2 separate regions of the Hordeum vulgare genome follow, and region 1 is linked to region 2. A link is a contact called in public Hi-C data. All regions are on one chromosome and are shown on one strand. Each heading gives the region's core, a stretch centred on a gene start, on an enhancer-like site or on the middle of the called end of the contact. The rest is flanking DNA. Distances are from core to core; before and after follow the strand shown.

Evidence for each region. A called contact is a pair of places that touch in the nucleus more often than the background predicts.
Region 1: a contact with region 2 is called in a Hi-C map of seedling, with 4 times the contacts expected there. The contact joins the enhancer-like site here to the promoter of LOC123443525 in region 2. A contact is called at or near these places in 2 of 6 Hi-C or Micro-C datasets (leaf and seedling).

The regions. Positions count from the first base shown.
Region 1 is chr3H:206,608,576-206,613,723 of MorexV3_pseudomolecules_assembly, forward strand. No RefSeq gene overlaps it. Among protein-coding and RNA genes, the nearest start is that of LOC123443525, 130 kb to the left of the region's middle. Within about 2 kb of position 1,831, at least 3 of the 3 cell types and tissues checked have open chromatin away from gene starts, as enhancers often do. A contact at or near this core is called in leaf and seedling, where this site is marked.
Region 2 is chr3H:206,478,168-206,483,883 of MorexV3_pseudomolecules_assembly, forward strand. It overlaps LOC123443525 (glucosidase 2 subunit beta), which reads right to left and starts at 4,383. Exons shown (of 16, transcript XM_045119916.1): 1 at 4,183-4,383; 2 at 3,974-4,087; 3 at 3,606-3,701; 4 at 3,198-3,437; 5 at 2,938-3,116; 6 at 1,188-1,262; 7 at 1,025-1,096; 8 at 360-711; 9 at 153-257; 10 at 1-72. The coding sequence starts at 4,276.

The sequences.
Region 1 (5,148 bases), core at 581-3,080, 130 kb after region 2:
CACTTTGGGTTCACCCGATATGCCAAGTCACCAAACTTGACCATATCAACTCTTTCATATCACAATACGACCACACACACACGCACACTTGGTTTATGCGAAAATGACTGGACGTAGTTTAAGCAGCACCACCCAACTGTCCTTGACCATGGATACGACTATTCGAATAGTTTTACACTCTGCAAAAGTTGTACGCCATACCCACGAGATTTGGGAAATTTCCGTGTCATCCATGACTCGCGGTACATAACATACCCGAGGTAAGTACCCGATCATTGCCTTTCCCCGAACGACACTAGACAAATCGTTCCACTCGATTGGTACCCAGCCCCCATGATGTACCTCTTACGAGCACCAACTCTGGACAGTATCGTCCATGCGGGGACCAACCGTGTGCCCGGAACGTGTAAAAATGACATATTTGACCTACCTGATACGAACCCGTCACGAGAGTGACCACATATCACTCCCGCCACCAGTAATGTGGCCTCTTTGCTAGCACCGACCTAAGTAGTCAACAAAGCCCCGTCCCATAAAGGGGTAACGTGGTCGGTCATGCGAGGTTGGGACGGTCAAGACATCATGAATCTAATCCAATTTCCGAAACCACTCACACAAAACTTTACCCGATGCACCACTTCTTCACAAGTGGCCACCTAACTCATCATCACCCTCGGGCATTAGTGGCACTCGACGGGGATTTCATAAAACCTTTGATATCAACTCCGTGTTACCATCATCATGCACATGATCTTTCTATGCGTAGCACTACTGTCTACTTGTCAACATATTATCAGCGTGACCCTCATAGATGGTAAGGTCATGCTCAATGCAAGTGCCCTAGAGGAGCCATCGGTAACACCATATGGGTGGTTTACCGAATACTCATGCTCATATGCAACATGAATAATTGCTCTACTTAGCATGCAATAAATATATTTTGCTCAAACATGGTCAAAGGGCTGCTTGCCTTTGCTCACATAAGTCGTCGGGGTCTTCGACGTGTTCCGGTCCAACTCCGAGTACACCGTCTATTCCGTCACTATCGTCTGAAACAAACACAGTAAGCCACACAACAAGCAGAAAGGAAAGTGCTAAATAAATAGGATTTTTATTTTCTTGGACCTCTCTGGTCATAAGAAAAATACTTGAAGTTTTCTATAGGAGGTTTGGACCATCAGGGAATTTTGAATGGATGAAGGGAGGAATAGGTGATCCTTAAATAAGCCTATAGAAAGCATTCTGATAAAAATGAGTGGAGGCACTCATTTAACAGAGAAAATTTTAGAAACATTTAGGAAGTTGTTTCACTGGATTTGGAGTTGATATGAATATTTTAGGGATTTTCTAACATTGGATAAATAGCAAAATTAAGCTATTTATTTAATGCAACACAATCATGCCAGTTAAAAATGTTGACTAAGGCTTCAAAAATAGGGTATGATATTAGAAGACTCTGGAATTTGGAATCACTTCATTTGTAGTTTATTTGAATCCTCTAGGATATGTGAAAGCTGGATTTTAAAATATTCAGATTGGTGTTTGAATATTAACACCATAGAATGTTGCTCTGGAAAAATGTGCCATGCACATATTTAGATAGATCTTGAATTTAGGAACCTGCAGAGATTTTCATCATTAGATTTGGACTTCAAATGATTTTTCTGTAGATTTTTGAAGTTTCTAATAAAAGAAAAAGCTGGAAAATGGAGGGGGGAGGGGTTTACCCTGCGCTCTGGGCGCCGGATCGCCAATGGGCCGGCCCGGTTGCTTGGCCGGGTGGCAAGAGGGGCCACTCAGGAGGCCTCTTGGGCGTTTTACGCCTTCCGCATGAGAAGACAACCAGCACGGTACCTGCCTCCACATAAAACGGCTGGGCCCGGCCACCATGCTGCCTACAGGAGGGGCCCGCCCGTCATATTCGTCTTCCTCCCCTCGTTCGGGCTGGGGAGCGACTGGGAGGCGGGGCAGGGCCATTCTGGCGCTTTCCCTGGTGGCTCCGGCCACCCCCGACGGCTGCCCAGCCACCGGCCGACCCGGGGAGCCACTCCGCACCTCCCAAATGACCCCATTCCTGCGGAGGAGCACCGGTGGAGCGGCAGCAGCCGCAGTGGGATCCGGTGTCAATGGCAGTGGAGGTTGTGCTTCCGGCCACTTAGAGGGAAGAAGAAGGGCATGGGGAAGCTCTGAGGGAGGAGGGAGTGCTCTCGGGCTTCTCAAGAGGGAAAAGGGCTCGGAGGAGCCTGGATTGGAGGTCGGCCAAAATGGAGCCCTTGCGGCCTTGGGGGCTTGCAGGGCACAGGGAGGAGAGCTCGAGAGGTTTGGGAGGCTCAAGGGAGGAAGGGAAAACGAGGCAAGGCAGCAGGGGGCTCGGGGGAGAGGCTAAAACGGAGGGAGCAGCCGAGTGAAGCTCGGGAGCGCCTCGGGTGCTAAGTGCACGGCGAGAGCACGCATGCCAGGGGAAACTTGGCGGCTTCTGGGCGTCGGTAAGGGTTTGGACTGGTCAAGGGAGATGCCCTGGTGCTCTGTGACATGCTGCCACAGCCAAACACGAGCCGCAGCAAGAGAACAAGGTGCAGAGCACCATTTTTGCATGCGAGGAAGGTGGTCACCATGGCTACTCATGCCTATAGTAGCTTTTTGACGAGTCAAGGACGTCCTACATGCATGGCATGCATGCAGGAAGGTGACTCAGGAGTTTGGTTGCATATGGAGCAGGGCAGGTGGGGTTGTTTCTGTGATTGAGTATGCAACAGGAAACTATGAGCTAGCAAAGTGGTTTGCACACAAAGGGTATTGAGGTGAAACCTTGTCTACAAGTCTTATTCATGGAAGGACTACAATAATGCCAAGTTTGAGCTCAGGTAGAGGTGGGTCGCTAGTACTTGCTGTACAAAGCTACATTTCAGCCAGAAATCAACTTGTAGATGTGCTGCTCATTTTCCTACATGAGCAAGCCATATCTTGGTTTGAAAGAATGCCTTGGGATGCTAGGGACCCTCTGGAAAGAGGTGGGGGCATTACCTTAAGCATCGGTGGGGCAAGACGGGTAAAAACGGCGCTGCCAATGTAAAAATGAAGGGTAGCAACATGGGGTCACCCTCCAATAATTGACCAGTGTCCATGGAAAGGTTACTAGATGTAAAAGGTAACTAGGGAAGGTTGTGGTAAAAATCTAAGCTGAAGGAGTTAAGTGGAAGGGCCCAAAGTAGCCACTTTGGTGAGTGCACACAAGGTGTTTGATGAATGCTAGGGCTACCAGATGGACTTCAATTGATATGAAACTTAACATGATCACCTAATAGATGAAAATAGGCTTGGAAATCAAATTTGGGATTTGGTGGAGAAGGTTTCCAATGTAGACTTGGAAAACCTTAAAATGGGCAAAAATGGACTTCTGCTTACAAAACTATTCAAATCAATTCCCACAAATCCAATATTTTGTGTGGGGGAATTATTTGAGCATTAAAGCATGCCCAAAAAGTTTGCGATCAATTGCATAATGTTTATAATGTAAAGTTGCCCAAAGTCAGAAATCAACATAGAGGGGTTTGATGGGCTTGGGACAAGTTCTTCTATTCTCCTTGATGCACCACTTGGTGTGGATGCATTATTGGAGTATTAGAACATGTACACCAAATTTGAGCACAATTGGAGATACTTGGCAATGTAGAGTTGCTCAAATTGGGATCTCGACAGATAGGGTTTTAGTATAATAAGGGGAATCAAATCAACCTGGATTGAGATGAAACTTGACAAGCTCATCACATATATCATATGTGATATGCTAGAATTTTGCAGGAATTTATGGAGAATATTTATTATATAAATATTCCAAAAGCTTGAAATAGGCAGGAAGTGTTTTGAAGGGTTTTAACCAATATTTTGAACATGACCATGTGTTGAAACTCATATATATGGAATATATATGTCCAGTGAGTTTCCATAAATTTCTCAAGTATTTTGAAAGCAATAAAAATAACTTTATTTCACAAGGGACCATTTCTGGCCTCAGAGAAAGGTATTTAAATAAAATAGTATAATAACTTTTAAAATAATACTATTGTGGTTTTGGGGAGTAATTTTGATGATGAGTTTTAAATAAAACATTTGGTGAAAAATAACTTCCCGAATTTGAGGACTTGTAGTACAAATCCCAACTCAGGGGTTTTGAAAGCTTAAATCAAAGAAATGCTTTTTGGTGAAAACAATATTTGGTAAAAATAGTTTTTAGTCCTACACACATGGCATGATCATTAGGCAAGGTTTTGGGTCAAGGAGATGAATTTGGAGAGTAGTAGGTGCATTGGATTCAAACACAAACAATAGGCAAGCAAGCAACCATCACATCAAGCATCACAAGCAATCACAAAAAAATTAATTGGTCCTAATTTTTGAGAAAAGTCAAATCAGTCAGGAGAGTTAAACACAGGGTGTTACATACCTTACCCCCTTAAGAAAATCTTGTCCCCGAGATTTCTAGGCTAGGTGTTGGAGAGATACAAAATCTTGAGTCAGAGGTGGCTTCATTGCCACGCGTTGGTCCTGTGGGTCTTGAAGTGCTTGATGATACAGCTTCGAATGCTCCACACGTCCATGCCTGAAGGTGAGCGGGGTTCTGGTAGTAAGTTAGGCTTGACCGAGGGCAATGGGCTTGGTGCACTAAGTTCTCGCAAGTGTGTGACTTGCATGTGTATCCCAAGGTCGGAATACGTGGCAAGATAATGTGTCTGAGTTCTGGTCCTAGGGCTGCTAATGCCGGTTAGTGAGATCTAGATGTCTCGTGTTAGAACATAAGGGTCAAGGTCTTCGTGTAGCTCCCTGCTGACGGGAAGTCCTTGACTCCCTTAAGGCAGGCAATCTATGGTCGCAGGTGGTATTCATCCTCGAGGGTGTTGCAGTGGTCTTTGAAGGCTTATTGTGAAAGGGTCTTGGTTTGGTCTCGCCCATGAGTCTAAGCTCGGATACTCAATGTCTAGAACAGGTTCTACCGTCTCGGTAGGTTCGCGAGGGGTTCTGGATGAGCTAGCTACCCAAGAGCTTAGACCAGTCATCCACTCCTAAGGTCTGTGGCTCGGCAAGCGGGTGAATCACCTTTAGGAGGTTTTCACCATGATCCATTTAGGACTCTCGTCCTTGGTTTGGACT
Region 2 (5,716 bases), core at 3,133-5,632:
AGGTTATCCTAGACTGAATTTTGGACAGCTTTGAGCTGGCATCATCATACTCCTTCCGAACATGAGCAGCCTCTATAATCATAAATGTGTAAGTGTTACTACATCCTCATATAAATCATGAAGGATCAACAGAAGTAGTATGTACGACTGACCTGATAAATCAACAGGGGTCTTGAAAAAGTTGAATTTTTGTAGAACATTCTGTACAGTTTTCTGAATCTTGTCTAGCCATGATGTTTGTCCTGAGGCAGTTAAATCTGAAGGAACAAATCAAATATAAAAAACCCACATACAATAGGATAATTTAAAACCGCATACAATAGGACAGGAATTATTGTGGTCATGTAGAAATACTATACCTGAATGGTCATCACCTTTCCGGTCGTCATCAGATTTATAGGATTCATCAGGTTCTTCATGATCATCAACATATTCATCATCTGATATATTAGACAACTCTTCGTCTTCAAATTTGTGCCTATCATCCTCAACTTCTGAATGATAGCCAGCATAATTTTCTTCTACAGGTTCTGGTATATCATGCTCATCTTCAAATGCTTCTTCTGCAGGTTCTGGTATATCCATCTCATCCTCATGGCCCTTTTTATCGCTTTTACCAACATCATCTACATTTTCTCCAGTCCAGCGAGAAGCCACCAGACGACCCAATTCCTCCTTTGACAAACCTTCAGAGTCGGCAGAAGTAGGGTCCTGCAGAACATACAATAATGCTTCATAACTTGGAATGGGAAATGCATTCCCAAAAGATCAACAAAAATTGTACAAATATGTTTTGGGTATCATAATTGTATAAGTAATAAATAATAGCGTCCACACAAAAATTCAATCATCCTTAACCGAATATAATGGGAGATATGGACAACAATGTGAAAAGACAAGCAAGTGCTGTTTTGGACAAAGCTTATTAGTCACAGGACATAGAAATCTAGACAAACACATCACAATAGCAAATATTAAACAAGTTCAGTGACATGAATCAGCTGCAAAGCAGTTACTACACCACCTGCTCATCTGTAGGTACTGCAGATGTCTCCACCGGTGGTGCATCATCTCCAGTTCCAGCTTTAATGTCAGGCTGACATGGAAAAACAGCATATATATACACTCAAGTTTGATACTGAAACGAACTAGCATATCGATTTCCTCGTACCAAAGGTTAACTATACCTCTTCAACAGATGTCTGGCCTTCCGGTGAGTGATGGTCATGGTCCGTGACATCTCCATCATGATGTTCAGCTACCTATGTTAAACAGTAAGTAACAAAATAACATAAATATATTTTTATAGAGGTGAACTAACAAGATGTGCAATGAGGACCTATATGGTTATATCTCATACGTGAGGAGTGAGGACTTCACTAATTTGCCAATGGTTGCCATTTCTGTGTTAGTCATATGGGCTTTCTTAGTTAACCGTGGCAATTATTATGAAGCTGTCACTTATTGTTAACCGTGGTAGTCTCTGCTGGAGGTCCTGGGTTCGAACCACCCTCCTTGCACAATTATTTTGCAAGGGTGAGGCTGTCTAGAAATTCCCTTTCCCAGACCCCACCTTGTGTGGGAGCTTTCAGCACTGGGTACGCCCTTTGTCCATTAGGTTTTACGTAAGCAAAGCAGTTGACAAAGCATCAAAGGGTTCTGAATTGTCATAGGCTCATAGCAACAGATCATCCAAACTTCGTCGCAATGCTTTTCACCTTGAAGCCATGGCGTCTCCATGGCGCAATCAGGAATCGCCACGAGGCAGGGCGAGCAGCATAAATTGTTTGGCGGGTAGGGAACATGGCATGAGAAAATAAGGGACCAATAGGTTGGTTGAGTCACCAAATCAGAGAAGAGAAGGGGATGGGACGGGGACCATCCCCATTGGCTCTGGCGCGGGTGCAACTTCTCCCTCCATTACCATCCACAGCAGGAAAGCTCAGTGTTCGGATTTTCCTCGTCCCTCTGTTTTTGGCATTTTGCTGGCTCTTATTGCTTCATCTCTGTTTTTTGGGGTATGTCTCTTATTCCTCCCTTCCGTTCTTCCTGGCTAGATTGGGGCCTTGATGAGCAGACGTTGAGAGAGTGAAAGAGAAGGGCTACTGAAGATAAAGAAGAAACCATGGGAAGGAGGCCAGTCCACTGGATCTGTCAGGGAGGTTGACAATGATTCATCATTCAACGAAGGGGAAGGTCAGGGAGGCTGCATTACTTAATATTATAAAACCTGCTGCCATCCAGGGGCGGGGGGAGGGGGGTCATACGATATCGCCTCAGGCAGTTAGGTGGTGGTACCTCGCCTTACCCTACCTTGACTTGAATTGAACAAAATACTTCTTGATAGATTTACTTGGAACATACAGCCTCCAGGGAACACGGGCTGTATCTGTTTCTTGATGTGTGCATGCTTATGAAAATTGCAACCACAAGAAGGGGAGTTAGCAATCCATTTTTTCGATGTTAATAATTCAGTTTATCTAGCGCAAAACCCTAAAATTGAAGTACTAAACCAACCATTCAAGGCTTTATTTTGTAAATGGACAGTTTAAATGATTTTAAAAATATAAAAAATACAAGAGACTAAATTCATGATTATTTCATTACTTCTGTGAATTGTTCAAGTACAAACTGTACTCCTATCAAGGTAAGTCGACTTATGATATTATGGACGAGGATGACGAGTTATAGTTCTTCAAAGTGAGGCAATGTTCAGGATATCGGTAACTAGTACCATATGTCCATATCAGCCGGGTGCTGAGTAGGGATAAATAAGTAGATTTTCAGTTTCAGCTATTTGGTGACCCACCGGGTAGCGATTAACTGACCAAGATGCCAATTAACTGGCCAATATTTGGAACAATGAACTTACGTGATAGTAACCAACATGGAATAGGTGGACGAGGGGTCAACCAATATATAGGAAGAAACGCCAACCTTGCTTTCACCTTCTTGTGACTTCTCATCAGTGTCCTGAGAATCTGTTTCCTGAGAGGCATCAGATGCTTTCTTTTCCTCAGCAGCTTGCTTTTCAGCTTCTTCTTTAATTCTCTTTTCTTCCTTCTCTTTTATTAGGCGCTCCTCTTCCTCCGCCTTTTCTATTAATCTCTTTTGCTCTGCACAGCATGGACAGTATTGGACACATAAAAGCTACACATAACTCTTTGCAAAACGACGAGTTAGCTATGAGGGCACACCTTTGAGCTTGTCGACAAGCCCCTGGAGTATCTTCTCTTCACCCTTCAGTTTTGTTAACTCTGCTTCATCTTTAGCAATTGCCAATTTTGCCTTTTCAACTTCCTGATTCCGAATAACGACACCACTTTTATATGTAGCTACCTTCTTCTTTAACTTCTCCCTCGCCGCCTTCCCAGCTTCCCAGCATGTATTCTTACAAGTGCCATTGCTACCGTATTCATCACTCCCATCACAACAATCTAGCAAGCAATGAGGAACAAAAATAGCTAGTTATAAAAGGATTGATGGAACAGGAGCTCCAGCCATTTTCTCGGGCTCAAGTCTTTGTTGTACATGAATCTTTAGTTCTAACAAAAAACAAGTAAATCAATGGAACAAAGAAAAAGCAACTGCTATTAGCCTCTTACCGCATATACCATCATTCACTCGCGACGAGAAGATGGTGATTGGAGAATGTCCGGCATTCTTGCAGTAGAATTTCGCCTCCGGGCAGGCAGATGTCCCTGCGAAGGAAAAAGGGAACATGATTCAATGAACTGATCTCCTGCAATAAACTACAGCATTGGCACAAATACATGAGCCTAACAGAGAAAATATCCAAATTTTCACACATCTCCGGCACGCATGGGTTCCCAAGACTCCCAGAGTTTAAAACTAACGCGCACAGGCCATGAAAGTAAGGGAGCCTGGCTCTACAGCAATCTCGGAGAAATCACACCAGACGCGGAAGAAAAAGAACATGTATTTTAAGCAAAGAAGAAGAAAGAGGCGGTACCTGGCTCGTCGGTGCCGTCGGGACAGTCGCAGAAGTCGTCGTTGAGCTGATCCCTGGTGAACTTGCCCGACCCGTCCTTGCACTTGATCACGCCGCCCCTGTAGTACGCCTCATCTGCGCCCAGCAACGCTAAATTAAGAACCGCATCTACCTGGAGACGGCAGAGAAGGCGCAAAAGAAAGCAAAGCGCGGTCAGATCCGGGGGGAACCTTGCGGAGGGATGCCGAGGGTCTCGAGCGGCGGCGCGGATGCAGCGGCAGCGGCGGAGATCCATAGTAAGAGGAGGAGCGCGAGGACCCTCATGGCTGGCCGGAGCAGCAGTGGACGGGTCGGCTAACAGCGTGGGTTCGCTTCAGGTTTGGGTGTCACCAGGCAAAGAACCTCCGCCCCGCAGGGAAAAACGGAACGAGACTCGATTCGACTCGAGTGTGTACTCTATATGTATCCGTACCCTTGCACACTTGTATTCCTAACCAGGTCTTTTTGGTTTCACTGATTTTTTACAGAGCTCCGCGAGCTGTAGATCGTCAACAAGTTTGCAAGAGTATTACTTCACCAATGGCTAAGTATTTCTGGAATAGTTATCTTGATAAGAAAGGTATATGCATTGGTTTTCTTGGAAAAATATGTCCACTCCCAACTCCCAAGTGTCAAGGTGGGATGGGTTCACGAGATATGCATAAGAGCATCTTCACCCGTTGAGCTCCCTGGAAGGCCTTTTTTACATCGATTAAGGTTCCACTGGCGTAACTTTTATTTTAGGGGTAAACTTTTTTTTAGTCATTGGACTCCCAGCCACCTGACGGGCCACTCCACGCCGGCCATGTTTCCTGTGCGTGGTTCCTATGCCATGTGCGGAGGAGAGAGAAAAAAAGGAGAGAGAGGGGATGGGCGACTAATGATGGGCCATTTGCATGCAAAAGGTAGCGTCGGCGCTTTCGATTGCCCCCCGATGGGCTGGGTTTGGCCTGGGAGCGTCGGCTCTAATTTTGGTCAAATCCGACGAAAAGTGAGGCGTTGTGGGCACGAGTGGGACTTTTTTCGTCCGTCGGCGCTGAAGAAGTGCTTTTGCAGGGCGACTTGGGGGCGGGTGGAGATGCTCTAAGTTTAACCAAGCACTACTTGGAAAACAAGGATGGCGCCTGATGATGAAGCCTGACGTAACTTCCCAGATACTGACTTTATGCAAGCATCAGCCCCTAAATCTGCTTCGGCCACTTGGCGAGCGATCATTGCGGACAGAGAGGCTTTGCGTTTGGGACTGATTAAGAGAGTTGGTGACGGCAGCTCCATCCCAGTTTGGACTGAAAAGTGGATCCCCAGAACTATCTCAATGAGGCATGTAATGAGCCCGGCTAATGTGTGGGTGGAAGTTGTCTCTCATCTTATTGACTCTGATAACTCGACGTGGCGCCAACAGGAGGTTCGGGACAACTTCATTGCTCCGGATGCGGAGGCAATTCTTAACATACCACTCCGATTCGGAGGAGGTGATGATTTTTATGAGTGGGCTTTTGACAGAACAGGTAACTACACTGTTTAAGACGGCATACCGTGCTCTCGTGACTCAGGTAGAGCGACTTGCTCTAGAGGAAGGGACGGCTACTGGAGCTTCAACGGTTGATCAACAGTTGCGGAAGACCTTGTGGAAGTTAAATGTCATACCAAAAGTTCGTGTTTTTTGGTGGCGTGTTCTCCGCAGAATTCTTCCCGATGAAGCTACCTTAAAAACAAGGCGCATTG